2 separate regions of the Mus musculus genome follow, and region 1 is linked to region 2. A link is a contact called in public promoter capture Hi-C data. All regions are on one chromosome and are shown on one strand. The core of a region is the stretch at or near the end of the contact, and the rest is flanking DNA. Distances in the headings are between cores, read along the strand shown.

What was found. Capture Hi-C pulls out chosen DNA fragments and counts their contacts.
Region 1: a contact with region 2 is called in a promoter capture Hi-C map of adipose tissue. The contact joins the promoter of Prr7 here to the promoter of Rgs14 in region 2. A contact is called at or near these places in 23 of 39 promoter capture datasets (the 3T3-L1 cell line, 3T3-L1-derived adipocytes, the C10 cell line and 16 more), 2 of 15 datasets of contacts at CTCF or cohesin (large pre-B cells and stem cell-derived epiblast-like cells), 6 of 484 Hi-C or Micro-C datasets (CD4 T cells, embryonic fibroblasts, embryonic stem cells and 3 more), 18 of 115 datasets of contacts at active chromatin or transcription factors (the 230-238 cell line, CD8 T cells, DN3 thymocytes and 10 more) and 4 of 9 other capture datasets (adipose tissue, embryonic stem cells, liver and 1 more).

The regions. Positions count from the first base shown.
Region 1 is chr13:55,459,607-55,465,984 of GRCm38.p6, reverse strand. It overlaps Prr7 (proline rich 7 (synaptic)), which reads right to left and starts at 1,718. Exons shown (of 3, transcript NM_001030296.4): 1 at 1,571-1,718. It overlaps Grk6 (G protein-coupled receptor kinase 6), which reads right to left. Exons shown (of 16, transcript NM_001112711.2): 16 at 5,058-6,201. The coding sequence ends at 6,148.
Region 2 is chr13:55,364,158-55,371,069 of GRCm38.p6, reverse strand. It overlaps Rgs14 (regulator of G-protein signaling 14), which reads right to left and starts at 1,338. Exons shown (of 15, transcript NM_016758.3): 1 at 1,134-1,338. The coding sequence starts at 1,178.

The DNA of each region.
Region 1 (6,378 bases), core at 469-2,968, 95 kb before region 2:
CACGAAGGCAGGCTAAGAATGTTCCTCTGGCAAGCTCCATCTAGAGCCTTTCCTGCCTGGATCGCATGGCTCAGGGGGGCCTATGTCAGCAGTGGGACCTGCACTGGAAACCCAGGATAGTGCTTACTGGTGTTTGACCTTGGGCAAGTCCCCTTACTTCCTGAGCCCCAAGACTCTCCATCTCTACAACAGGCATAGCAAACTTACCTTGCACAACTGCTCTAAGGATAGAGACTGAGGATGTAGAGCACTCAGATTGCACACAGAGCAGGCAGAGAATGAAAGGAACCTGTGACTAATTCTCCAGGTCTCCCTGCCTGCCTTCCCAGGTAGCATCCATTTAAGGGCATCCTATGCCAAGGCCTCAAATGCCCCAGATCCTGGGCACAGATACTTCACTGGATAGAAAGAGAAAGCTAGGGATGGTTGGTTGTGGCTTTGGGGATGCTGGGTCTGAAGCCTGTGGTCAGGGCCGGCATCTGCTGAGTCAGGTCCTGCTGGCAGGGGGGCCATTTCTCTCTCCAGCACACTGTCTGATGAGGGGAGGTTGGGAGGGGAGCCAGAGGTCATTTCTTCTGACTCAGCAGCCGTCCGAGGAGCTCCCTTGGGCAGGGCACCTCCATGTGGCACTGGCCTCTTTGCAGGCCATCCTCCATGCCACCCCACACAGTCAAGGCATTGTGCAGACAAGAAAGGGGCACTGTGGTCCAGACAATGAGCTGGGTTGCTCCCAGCTGGCCTGGGATTCAGCTCTCCTGGGTCAGCAGTGTCCTTTGCTCTGTCTCTACTCCTCCCTGGAGAATGGTGGCTAGGACATCAAACAGAGGCCCACCGCAAACCCATGATTTGGCACATGCACTGGCCATGAGAAGAGACGCTGCTAGCTTCTTTCCTCTTCTCTAGTTTAAAAAACCAAATAAACCACCTCCGGAGAATACGATTTTCTGTTAGGCCATGTTTCAAGGGAACGGGAGACCACCCTAGTGGTGATACTAGCAATGGTAGTTACCAGGCAGAGACCCCAGACCCAACCTCCAGGCCTTTTTCCCGTGGCAGGCCCAGGGTCTGGGCCGCCTCCACGTTTGCAGCCACCCTGGGAGTCCTGTTGCGACGACTGCAGCCACGTGGGAGCCGGCTCATGCCCACGGAGCCGCTCTCCCTCACCCCCACCCTCGACGTGCTGAGGCAGGCACACCCAGACTGGCCAGAAGAGCGATGCTCTCTCCACAGTGCACCCCCTTCCCCCCTCCCGCGCCCCCGGCCGTGGTGGGGGAGGGGGCGTCGCCACCCCGCAGTCGCGTTGCCGGGGAGCGCAACCCCGTTGCTGTGGCAACGGTTTCCAAGCGAACTGGTGGCCGCTCGCGCCCGGCTCCGGCTCCCTCGCTCACTTTCCCCTCCTTCCTTCCCTCCGGTGTGGGCTGGGGGAGGGGCTGCCCGCTGTCCCGGTCGGGGTCCGAGTGGCGATACCAGGCTAGGGTTCTGAGCCACCCGCAGGGAGGGTCATCAGCCCGAAGACCATCTTCCGCCCGCGCTCTGTTCCCGCCCGGCCCGCAGCCGTCGCGGTACTCACGGGCCCAGGCATCCTCTTCGAACTCGTCTTCCTGCCTCGGGGCAAGCGGCCCAACGGACAGAACCCAAGCTTGGAGCCGGCAGCGGCTCCGGGGAGCAGACAGTGGCAACGAAAGCCGCTCGGAGCGTTGGGCTGGAGGCGCGGGGCGCGCGCACGGGCGCGTGCTGAGCCTGGCGTGCGCGCGCGCGCAGCCAACAGAGCCCCCCCCCCCTCACGCCGCCAAGGCTGCTGCGAGGGAAGGGGTGGGTGGGACTCCGGACCCACCTGCCGCACGCAGACGCGGCAGAGGATGTGGGCTCGCAATACCAAGGGCATCCCAGCGCAAAAAAATAAAAAGTACACTCCGTACAGCTCCCAGGCAACAGGCTATCTAAAGGGGCTGGGGGTGAAGGCCACACTGGCAGCTTTGCGGCCATAGACGCCGGATGCTTAGCGGAGCAGCTGAGGTAACAAACCCGGAGACTCACACAGCTCAACCTGGGCATATTCAAACACAGGTAATGGGGGCAGGGACTCGATGGAATCAGCACCCCGGTGTGGCTTCCTCCCAACTCACGACCCCAACCACTGTTCCAGAAGGTATGCATTCCAACATTGCAACTGAGAAGCATCACAGACCCACCTGAGCACTAAACTGCTATGGTTCCACGGGCATGCTCATAGCTGGCTCCATCTTCATTTGACACTGGTTGTGCTTGCCTTTCTACCGTTTCTATTTCAACTTCTCTGTGGCATTAAGGGTGAACTCCCCGAAGCACCTCCCACCATGTCAACTGGAACAGTAATGGCTCTGAGAGCCAGGATCTTAAACTGGAGGCCAAGGGGAAAGGGCACATAAAGCCAGTGAACCCAGAACTCATGTCACAGTTGGTTCCAGGCGTTTCAAACGTTGGCATTAGGCACGCTGCCCCCAAATGGAGGTATGGGTGGTCTCCAACAGCTGGATTTAAGCTCTGCCAGCCATTCCCAGTGAGAAAACTGTCTTTCCCAGTAGCTCTAGTAAAGACAAATGCACAGGTGACATCTAGGACGCCTGTCCAATGAACTAACTCATGCTTTGGGGGTAGAGAAGGATACATACTCCACACAACCGCCTAGGGGTTAGTGCCTTCCTTGAGTGTGAACAACCGGTTCTCAGGGAGATAACAGTTGTCTCTACCAACCCATGGGTGCCATCAAAGGTAGGACTCTAACAAAAGTTGTTCCACAACACACTGGTCTGATTTCTAATTTGGCCACCAGGATTCCAGAGACTCAAGAGTTAAGACTCAATAATGGCAAGCCACAATCAGCTGGGGCCCCTTGCTTCTTTCTGGTAGTCACATCCTCCTGTGTAATGTTAGCAACTAACAGGAGCCTGCCCCCCCCCCCCTTTTTGAGTTGACTTGGTTTTCCCTTATCATACAGGGGATCAACCCCAGGATTCTCTCAAATGCTAGAAAAGCCCCTGTCCCGCTGAGCTATGCCCACATGGTGTGTGTGTGTGTGTGTGTAAGCCTACCACCACCTAATCCACATGGATGGGAATAGTAGAGAATGGTTTACCCACGTTATATTAGGGTGCTTTTTGTGTAAGGTGGGACAGGCCCTTAACCCTTCAGGGACCCTCCCAACCTCCAGTAGAGCACACAAAGCAGAGCTTTTAACATTGGCTGCATGTTTGCAACTGCAACAATCAACTCTGCACCTTGCAACAAGTCCTCTCCCAACAGACGTTCATCTGGCCTGTCCATCCTGTCGATTCGGCTCTGCCTGGGCACAGATGGCCAGTCCCACAGAGGATCAAGCCCAACACTTTTGAAGCCAAGGGACTGCTGCTTAGTGTTCTACCTTCAGTCTCAGCCCTGTCCACAATGCTGAACAGACTGAGTGCTCCTGTCCCCGAACCTCTCTGCCTACCAGATGAGCTCCAAGCTGGCAGGGACCTCATCTCCATCTGGGTCCCTGGCTCTCACCATAGGGCTGGGTAGGGAATGGAGTTTTGACAATCTTTTTGGGAAACAACAGGAAGGCTTTAAGGTAAACCTACCCTTAGACAATGAGTTCCCTGGATGCCTCCTAGCCCAAAGGAGGTTAAAGGGTCTGGTCCAAGCAGCTGGTGGAGCATTTCAGGGAGCACCACTTGACACCTACTCACTCTTGCCTGCCTTGTCTTCATCTGGCTTCTTTTCTACCCAATGAAAATACCTGGAGCACCTTATTTCTTTTGAATGGATAGAAGCATTAGCAAACGTTCTATGTGCAAGGAGGCCTGGTTGAAGACACCTGTTGGCAATTACTAAGATGGGTGCTGCTTATGCCTGGTGTTGGAGCTTGCACGTAATCCTAGCACTGCACAGGAAAGGCAGGAGAATCAGGTTTGAGGCTAGTTTGGCCTACCTACATAGTGGGTTCCAGGCCAGCCCAGGAAGCACGGACCAACAGACTCCCTGCCCATTTCATATTCTCACAGCTGAGATGCAAGGGATCTGTATCCTCAGACAAGAAAGGGCCCCTGCAGAGTCAGGTTCAAAAGTCACCAGATTGGGACATGTACCCAGGGCTGTCGTGTTCACAGTCCTTGGTGCCAAGCTCACAAGCAAGGTAGTTTCAGGACTCTTGGGAAGCTAAAGCTCCTGGGAGGAGTCTGTAGAACCTGGTAGAGACAAACATGTGGCTGGGAGGAGTTTGTAGAGCCTAGTAGAAACGTGTAGCTAAATGGCTCTTGGCCCCCCAAAAATTCGCACACATGGCCTTCCCATCCCTGCCCACCCCCCCCCCCCTAAAAATGCTCTTGCCAATTCCTGTCTTCCAAGTGACTGCTTCAGGACCTGGCCATTGCTAACTTCAGGAACTCTGACTCAGGTGGCTGGCCCCTCCAACCCATCACACAAGTCTTTCTCAATCTCCTCTACTCTTTTTCCCATGCACATGTTTCCCCGCCCCCCCACCCCCCCAGACACGGTTTCTCTGTATAGCCCTGGCTGTCCTGGAACTCACTTTATAGACCAGGCTGGCCTCGAATTCAGAAATCCGCCTGCCTCTGCCTCCCAAGTGCTCGGATTAAAGGCGTGTGCTACCACCACCCAGCCCCACCCACATGTTTAAGAGAATAGAGTCCTGGAACTTATGCATGTGTGCCAGATCAGAATGGACACACACAGGAGGGCAGTGTTCACTAACTAGGGGCAGGTATTTCTAACAACAGCTCCCACCTGCTTCTCCAGGCCACTCCCTAGTTTACAAGGCCTCTTTGACCTCAGAGAGCTTAAAGACTGTTGAGATATATCTGTCTCTGTAGCAGTCATGTATACACCCAAGCCAGTATCTAAGGCTGTGTCCCACCTAGCAATGAAAAACAGGTTTGGTTGCCTGCAAAGTCCTGCGGACTCCTGGGCTTCTGAAGGGCAACCCCCAGTCCCATTACAGATCCACCTTCAATGCTTTCCAGCTGGGCCAAGAAATCAGGAAGAATCATTGAAACACCAGAAATAAAAGGAGGCAGGCAGTGGTGGCTGGCCAGCCGTGTGCTCAGAATGTATTCGCACAGACACGTGGCAGCTCACATTGGTCACATAGAGACACATGGCAGCTTACATTGGCTTTAAATATGGAAAAGCCAGGGCCTTATGGTCCCATGCTGTCCTAACTAGCATCAGGACAGCCATCACAGTCTGGGACAGGCCAGGGCTAGGGTCCGGGGGCTTAGGCACAGCCTTACCCTACTCTTTTCACACAATGATATACACTCACCCCCACCCCCACCAGGCACACACAGGGAAGGGTGGATTATTGCTGGGCATGTGTCTACTTTTATGAGGGATTCTGGAATGTTGGAGGGCTAATTCTAACTCCTCCTATGGCCTGGACTGGGGCATTTCTGAAAAAGGTGTCTTCAGGATATGACCCAGAATAAGGACTACTGTGCTCTGGGAGCTGGAAGGCAGAAAGCGACCCATCTCGGGCAGTGGTTTGATGGGTCCCACTCAGCTAAGTCTGGGGTTAAACTATGTCCCAGTCCTAGAGGATACAAAGACCCCAGCTCCAACCCTGACAAATGCTGAGAAAGAGGGAAAGCATTAGGCAACCAGAAGGTGGTGGCCTCAGTCCACAACAGGCAGGCACAAGTCTCACTTGGAGGTTGGTGGTGGCCAGTGCAGTGCTGTGGGCAGAGGTCTGACCTGGCCCACTCTCTGCTTGCTCATCTCCACTGGGCCCTAGAAGCCTGGAGTTTGGCACTGGCTCCTCTTGCCAGCTCCTGGCTTTCCTGGCCAGGGCTAATTGCCCTGGGGTGTCCAGGTCCAGGGTGGAATTAAGAACGCTCTAGTAGCTATATACATTCATACAAATACATAAATACATAAAGCCCCGAGCTCCACAGAGAGCTGAAGGGACGCACCTTTGTCCCAAGATGGCCCAGGCCTTGTCAAACTCAGCTAGGCCAGTGGCTGAGGAACGGAGGACACTGGGGACAGTTCCGGCTGTGTTCCACAATCCACGGCTTGCGTGGAAAATGGGGAACACCACTGTGCAAAACTGTAAACGTCACTGAGAGTAGCTGCTACCGCCAACCGCCGGTGGGGGCCTCGGCCTGGGGGCTAGAGGCGGGTGGGGAGCTCTTCCTCACTGTCGCTGCAGTTCCCACAGCAATCCTGGAGGGACAGGGAAGACATGAAGGGAGAGAGAGAGGCACAGCGTTGCTGTTAGTCACCACTAAGGCAGACCAAGGCCAGTGTTCTGCCCAGAGAGGGTTGTGGGCTTCCCACGAGAGGCTTAGAGCAGCAGCTCGGCCAAATACGGGTGGTGTCAGGGTACGGCTTTCTGGCGAC
Region 2 (6,912 bases), core at 89-2,588:
TAACCTTGGGAACTGGAAGGCAGAGGTGGGAACTGTTTAATGAGATAGAAGATTCTTAAAGAGGGGATGAAAGTACAGGGGTTATCAGGATAACCCTTCCGTAGCCTTTACAATGCTCAAGTGTCTCATATTCATTATGGCACTCAGCAAACAGGACATTGATCAGTTTCTATTTCATTTTACTGATGACGAAACAGGACAGGATCTTTCTTGGGAAAAGACAGCAGAGCTAGAACTGGATCCCAGGTCTCTCTCTCTGGATCCCAGGTTATTCTGGACCCACTGGCTTTATCCCATGGTTCTAGGCTGGGGCCTTAAGATAGAGGTTACCAGGACACTGTTTGGTCCCCCTGGAGTGATCCTGCTAGGTGAGCCAGGTCCCTAAGGAGAAAAGGGAGGCTCAACACAGCCTGTCCTATTTGGTGAATGAAAGAAGAGCCAGAAACTTGGAGACAACTCTAGTCAGGAGTTAAACAGCCTGGAGAAGGTCTAATGGGTTAGGGCTGCAACCAGGGCATCCTATACTAAGTTGCACGCACACACACACACACACACACACACACACATACACACACACACACCCTTCCTGGAAGCTAGGAATAGACCAGACAGAGCTGATCTTCCTGTCCTGCCCTTACTGACCCGTCCTGGGCTGCCCAAAGAACACTAGTTCTGGCAGGCTGCCTCTGGAGCAGGTTGATGCAGTGATCCAGCAAGGGCTGCTCTTAAAACCTTATCTTGGGCACTTAGAGCGTGAGATGAAGAGAGGAGGGCTGAGGGCCTGAGACATAGGGCTTGAGAAGTTTTAGAAGTGACCACTGGATCTCCAGGCTACTCTGTAATCAACTTCAGTAATCCCAGTAGCGGATGAGGGAGCAGCGAGTCCAACCTGCATGTGGAACCAGAGACCTAAGTCTGCTGTGTTCTGGACTAATCCCTGGGGTTGCACCAGACTCCTAGCAGGGCATCTGGAAGGGTCCTAGGGTGACAGCACCAGGTCCCAATGCCAGCAGCTGTCTGTACCCAACTTCTCCAGCCTGCTCCTCTGCAACCCTGCTGGGTGTGCCTCCTGGACTCCACCCTGGGTGTGCCCACCCCCCTCCCTGTGGCTCTGGCTCAGAGCCCACACTCACCATGCGCCCGTTGGGGACACCCAAGTGCTTGGGCTTCCCTGGCATACCGCCGTTGATCACAGGTCCCCTCCACGGGGGGCCACCCACCACAAGGATCGCGGAAGCACTCTCTTGGGGTGGCAAGCAGGCAGTGGAGAGAGAGAGCTCTGCTCCTCCGGGCCCTTACATCCTGAAACACCAGCTCACTACCTCTTTTCTCTGCCACAGGAAGTGTCTCTATAGAAACCAAACCACAGAAAGAAGCAAGGTCTAAGAGAGCGAATGTCTCTTCCTACTCTCATACACACACACACACACACACACACACACACACACACACACGTTCATGCACACACACATGCCGCCAACGCACCCTCGGTTGCACACCATGCAAGCACCAACAGCCAGCAGGAGCCTCCTTTTGCCCAGCGAGGTACCTGGAGTGTTCAATCTGAAGGCTCCAAGGATGTGTCAGCATGCTGAAGTGCATGCTCATACAACTAGACACTTGTGGAGCAGACAGTCTGGGGGGGGGTTCCATGGACATGGGGCATGTGTTCCGAGTCCTAGGCATCCACAAAAGTGCATTGTTCACTACTCATTTACCTTCTATGTCCCAGGCTTATGCATGCTTAGCAACCCTAGCTCAGGCAGTTTGCATGCGGAGACTGCTGCCCCTAGGCTGTCATCTGATAGCCAGGTGAGCAAAGAGGTAATCACATCACCTGTGTGACCATGCATGTGGGCATGCTGTGTCACGAGGGCACCTGAATCTTCAGGCATACACACTCGAATCTGGGCAGGGTAGCACATGTATGTAATGCCAGCCCTTGTGAGGCAGAGGCAGGAATAACAGTTTGAGGTCAGACTTAGTTACAGGAAACTCAATCTGGATCTATACTATGTCTGTATCTATATCTAAATGTAAACAAAATAAGATAGATAGTGTATAGTGCCTTGGATGGGTGCATATGATAGGCATGCCTATGTATAGTCAGACACCCCAGGGGCTGGGTATGCACACATGCACTGAAGGGTAGGAGAATGGATTGGGTATATCCATACCAAAGAGGTAAAGTAAGCCATACTCAGTAGAAAGCCCACCTCTGTGCAGAACTGTCTTAGCTCAGACTCCAAAAAGCAGGTGGAGCTCTTTGAGTGCAAGGCCAGCCTCATTTACATATCAGCCAGGACTACATAACGATACCTGGTCAACAAACAAACAAACAAAGGAAAACAAACCGGGCTGTAGAGATGGCTCAGTGGTTAAGAGCACTGGCTACTCTTCCAGAGTTCCATTCCTGGTCACCACATGGTAGTTCACAACTGCTCCTGACTTCAGTTCCAGAGGACCAGATGCCCTCTTCTGGCCTCTGAGGGTACCAGGTATGCAGATGGTATACAGACACCCAGGCAGGCAAAACGGTCATACACATAAAAATAGTTTTTAAATTATTAAGAAAAAAAAATGCCATGTGCTGGGTGGCCGGGACAACAGACGCTCAGTTCTCACCATTCCGGAGGTGGCACGTCCAGGCTCAAGCCCTGACACACTTGTGCTCTGACGAGTCATGGCTTGCAGACGGCCATCTTTTTGCTGTGCCCACGTGTCAGAAAGCAGAGAGATAGGGAGCATACTGTCTCCTGTCCTGTTTTATAAAGGACACTTGTCTCATCATATCCGGTCCCTCTCCTGCGTGATATACTTTCCGACCAAAGGCTCCACCTCCAACATTTCTGAATATTAATAAAATGAGTGGTTAGCCTTTCAATATGTGTAAAGGGAAGCATTCTTTGAAAAAGTTTGTTCCTGGGCTGGAGAGATGGCTAAGTGGTTAAGAGCACTGACTGCTCTTCCAGAGGTCCTGAGTTCAATTTCTAGCAACCACATGGTGGCTCACAACCATCAGTAATGGTGTCTGATGCCCTCTTCTGGTGTGTCTGAAGACAACAATGGTGATGCACTCATATGCATAAAATAAGTAAATCTGAAAGAAAGAAAGAAAGAAAGAAAGAAAGAAAGAAAGAAAGAAAGAAAGAAAGAAAGAGAGGGGGGGGAGAAGGAAAGAGCGAACGAACAAAAGAAAGAGTTTGTTCCCTAATTAGCTTACTGTATGTAGGCACATGATCATGCTGTGGCCCAGAGGCCAGAGGATAACTTTTAGGACTTGGTTCTCTCCTCTCACTACCTGGGTCCCAGGGATAAAATGCAGAGACCATCAGGCTTAATAGCCTAAGGACGGGTGCCCTGGCTGGATATAGAAGATGGTAAGACCCTAGAGGATCTTGGAGCCACAAGAGGAGAGAAGCAGGGTCTATGCTCTGGTGCATGGGGGTGCGACATCCATCAATCTGGATCACCGGCTTTGGATGATTCAAAGAGCCCTCAGAGGTGACCGTGGTACCAGTGTCCATACCAGAGTCCATCTGTTATATAGCAGCGACCACAACTGTAGTTTATTTATCTCTTTCTGGATACTTTGTTCCTGCCCCCCCCCACACACACACACATAGGGAGGAATTTGAATTGTGTAAGGTTGGGGTTGCTTTAGGGGCTGAAGAGTAGCAAAGATGATCTTATTAAGGCTCATATGGACTGGGGATGTAGTTCATTTGGTAGAGTGCTTGCCTAACATGTATGAAGCCCTAGGTTCGGTTCCCCAGCACTGCAGAAAACTAAAGTATGATGATGCATGACTGTAATCACAACAATAGAGGGTATTTGTTACATAGCCAACTTAGGCTAGTTAGGCTACAAGTGACCTTGTCTCAAACAAGCAAGCAAGCAAACAAACAACTGCTCATCTACAGCAGTTCATTCCTACAATCCCAGCACTCAGGAGGCTGAGGCAGTAGGATTGTCAAGATTGCCAGTCTGGGCTACTAAAGTGCTCATGAAGCTAGAGAGGAGGCTTGGGCTTCGGGAGAGATGTGTAAAACACTGGGTTTGATGCCTGTGATGGTTTGTATATGCTTGGCTCAGGGTGTGGCCTTGCTGGAGTAGGTGTGTCACTGTAGTTTATTTATCTCTTTCTGGATACTTTACTGTCAGTTTTTGAATTTCAATGGATTAGGATATGTTGGTAATATTAATTTTCATATTAAGAGATATTAAGGAAAGTGATTGTTACTTCCTATTAATTTTCAAAAATATGAGGAATTAGAAATTTGTGGGCTATCAACCAGTGTTCTCTCTAATTTGGTAACTGGAGAAATAGGTCCAATATTGTACAATCCATATACACTTTCTGCTTGATTGTATGTGACAGTGTCTTGCTGTGTACCGCATGATGGTCTTGAAATCATGCTTCCCCCATCTCAGTCTCTCTATTAGTAGGATTGTTTATTTGATGTTTTCACACTATACTATGGTTTTCAGAACAGTTTCCATATTTCAAAATTATTTATACAGCCAAAAGAAGCGTGAAAAATTAATTTGGAAGGTGGCTTGTAAGAGAACAACAAAGAGTGAGACTGAATATTTTGTTTGATATTTATAATTATTGTATCAATTTTGAAGAAGAGGACCTTATAAGTTACTCTTTTCCTGAGATGAATGCTTTTCAAAATCATCACAGCCAATGAACCAGAATCTTACCCTCACCTAATGTCCGTGCCACCCTCCAAGTAGAACCATTGTTCATTGAAACAGTTGATGAGTGACTTCATGAATAGACCATCTTAATACACACACCATTTCTTGTTTGTTTGTTTTTTTCCGGTTTTTTGAGACAGGGTTTCTCTGTATAGCCCTGTCTATCCTGGAACTCACTCTGTAGAGCAGGCCGGCCTCAAACTCAGAAATCTGCCTGCCTCTGCCTCCCAAGTGCTGGAATTAAAGGCATGCACCACCACTGCTCGGCCCACACACCATTTCTTAAATGACTGTAACCTGTTTCCTGCACGCTGAGAATGATGACAATCACTCAAGTCAAATAGCTTTGACTGTAGCAGGAAATCTGTATCCAAATAATTGTGCCTACAATTCATTCCCTAGCGCCACCATGATTGTGAGCCACCATGTGGTTGCTAGGAATTGAACTCAGGACCTCTGGAAGAGCAGTCAGTACTCTTAACCGCTGAGCCATCTCTCCAGCCCCCATCATTTTTATGATTGGTATAAAATATATATTGTGTTGAATATAATAAAAAATTAGTTCAATTTAAAAAAAAGTTGCCTTGGTCATGGTGTCTTTTCGCAGTAGTAAAACCCCAACTAAGACACTGCCCAGCCCTAGAATAAATGAGTGAATAGCATGCCTGCGAGAGTGCTTATGTGACCTGCCCCCAGTCTGCTTATCTGCTGTGCCATGGACCCAGGCTGCATTCAGATTTCATGGGGTGCATTACGGTATACAAGGTCCTCTCCTAACAAGATTTGCTTTGGTCCTCATGACTATTATATGAATGCTGCTCATGGCTCCCGTTTGATGGATCAGAGGACAGCGCACTGTCTGTCCATCTTCTTATGTGGCACCCTGCTCACCTGTCTTCTGTGGACAGGAAGCAGACAGACATGAGTGCTGTTTGCATAGCTTGCTTTGTCCTTTTTCTTCAGTCCAGGACTCCAGCACTTGGAATAAGCCTTCCATATTCACTGACACCTCACAGACATGCCCAGCGATCTGTCTCAAAGGTCACTGTAAACCCAGTCAAGTTGGCTGTGAAGAGCAACCATTATACCACCTATCCACCACGCTTCCCAATTCCACAGTGTTGCTTGTTTGATTGAGACGGAGTCTCCCACAGCCCTCGGGTAGTCTCAAGATCCTTATGTACCCGAGGATGACTGCATTCCTGACCCTCCTGCTTCTGCTTCCCAAGGATTGCAGGAATACGCTACGATGCTCAGATACCACAAACTCCTCGTCTGTTCCATTGTGCTTCTTTTTCAGTTCACACCCTAGCTCTGCTGCCTCTGCAGACAAACCCTGGATGAACTCCTCCTTCTTCTCCACCACCCAATGACAGGTTCTAGAACAAATATACTTTCACCAGCTAATTAGTTCCCAGGTGTGCTTCTCTACATTGTTGGGACTCAGCTGGGACTGTACCTGACAAGCTCAGCCCTCAAGTGAAGTTTAGTGCAATGCGTGTACGGGTGCAGGGAAATCTCTGAAGAGGGTGCTCGTTAGGAGACAAGAAGCAGGGAGGCCTTTGTTGTACAGGTATGTTCTCTTTCTATATATTTATGTGCACACACATGCACACAATATATATCTATAAACATAACCCTCATATCAACAGGATCTAGATCTGTGGTTTCAACTAATCATAGATGAGAGATATTCAGAAAAAAATGTTTCTTGTCTTTTTTTTTTTTTAATTATATGTGAGTACATTGTAGCTGTCTTCAGACACTCCAGAAGAGGGTGTCAGATCTTGTTACGGATGGTTGTGAGCCACCATGTGGTTGCTGGGATTTGAACTCAGAACCTTCAGAAGAGCAGTCAGTGCTCTTAACCACCGAGCCATCTCACCAGCCCTGTTTCTTGTCTTAAATAGGGTTACTATTGCTGTAACCAAAAACAACTTTGAGAGGATTGGGTTTATTTGGGTTACAGTTCTACATCACTGGCTGTTCATCACTAAAGAAAGTCAGGACAGGAACTCAAACAGGACAGGAACTTGGAGGAGGCAGGAGCTGATACAGAGACTGTTGAAGGGTGCTGTTTACTGGTTTGCTCAGCTTGTTTTTTAATAGAACCCAGGACTACCAGCCCAGAGATTGCACAACCCACCATGGAGTGGACCTTACTGCAGCATCAATCACTAATTAAGGAAATGTCCTATAGCCAGA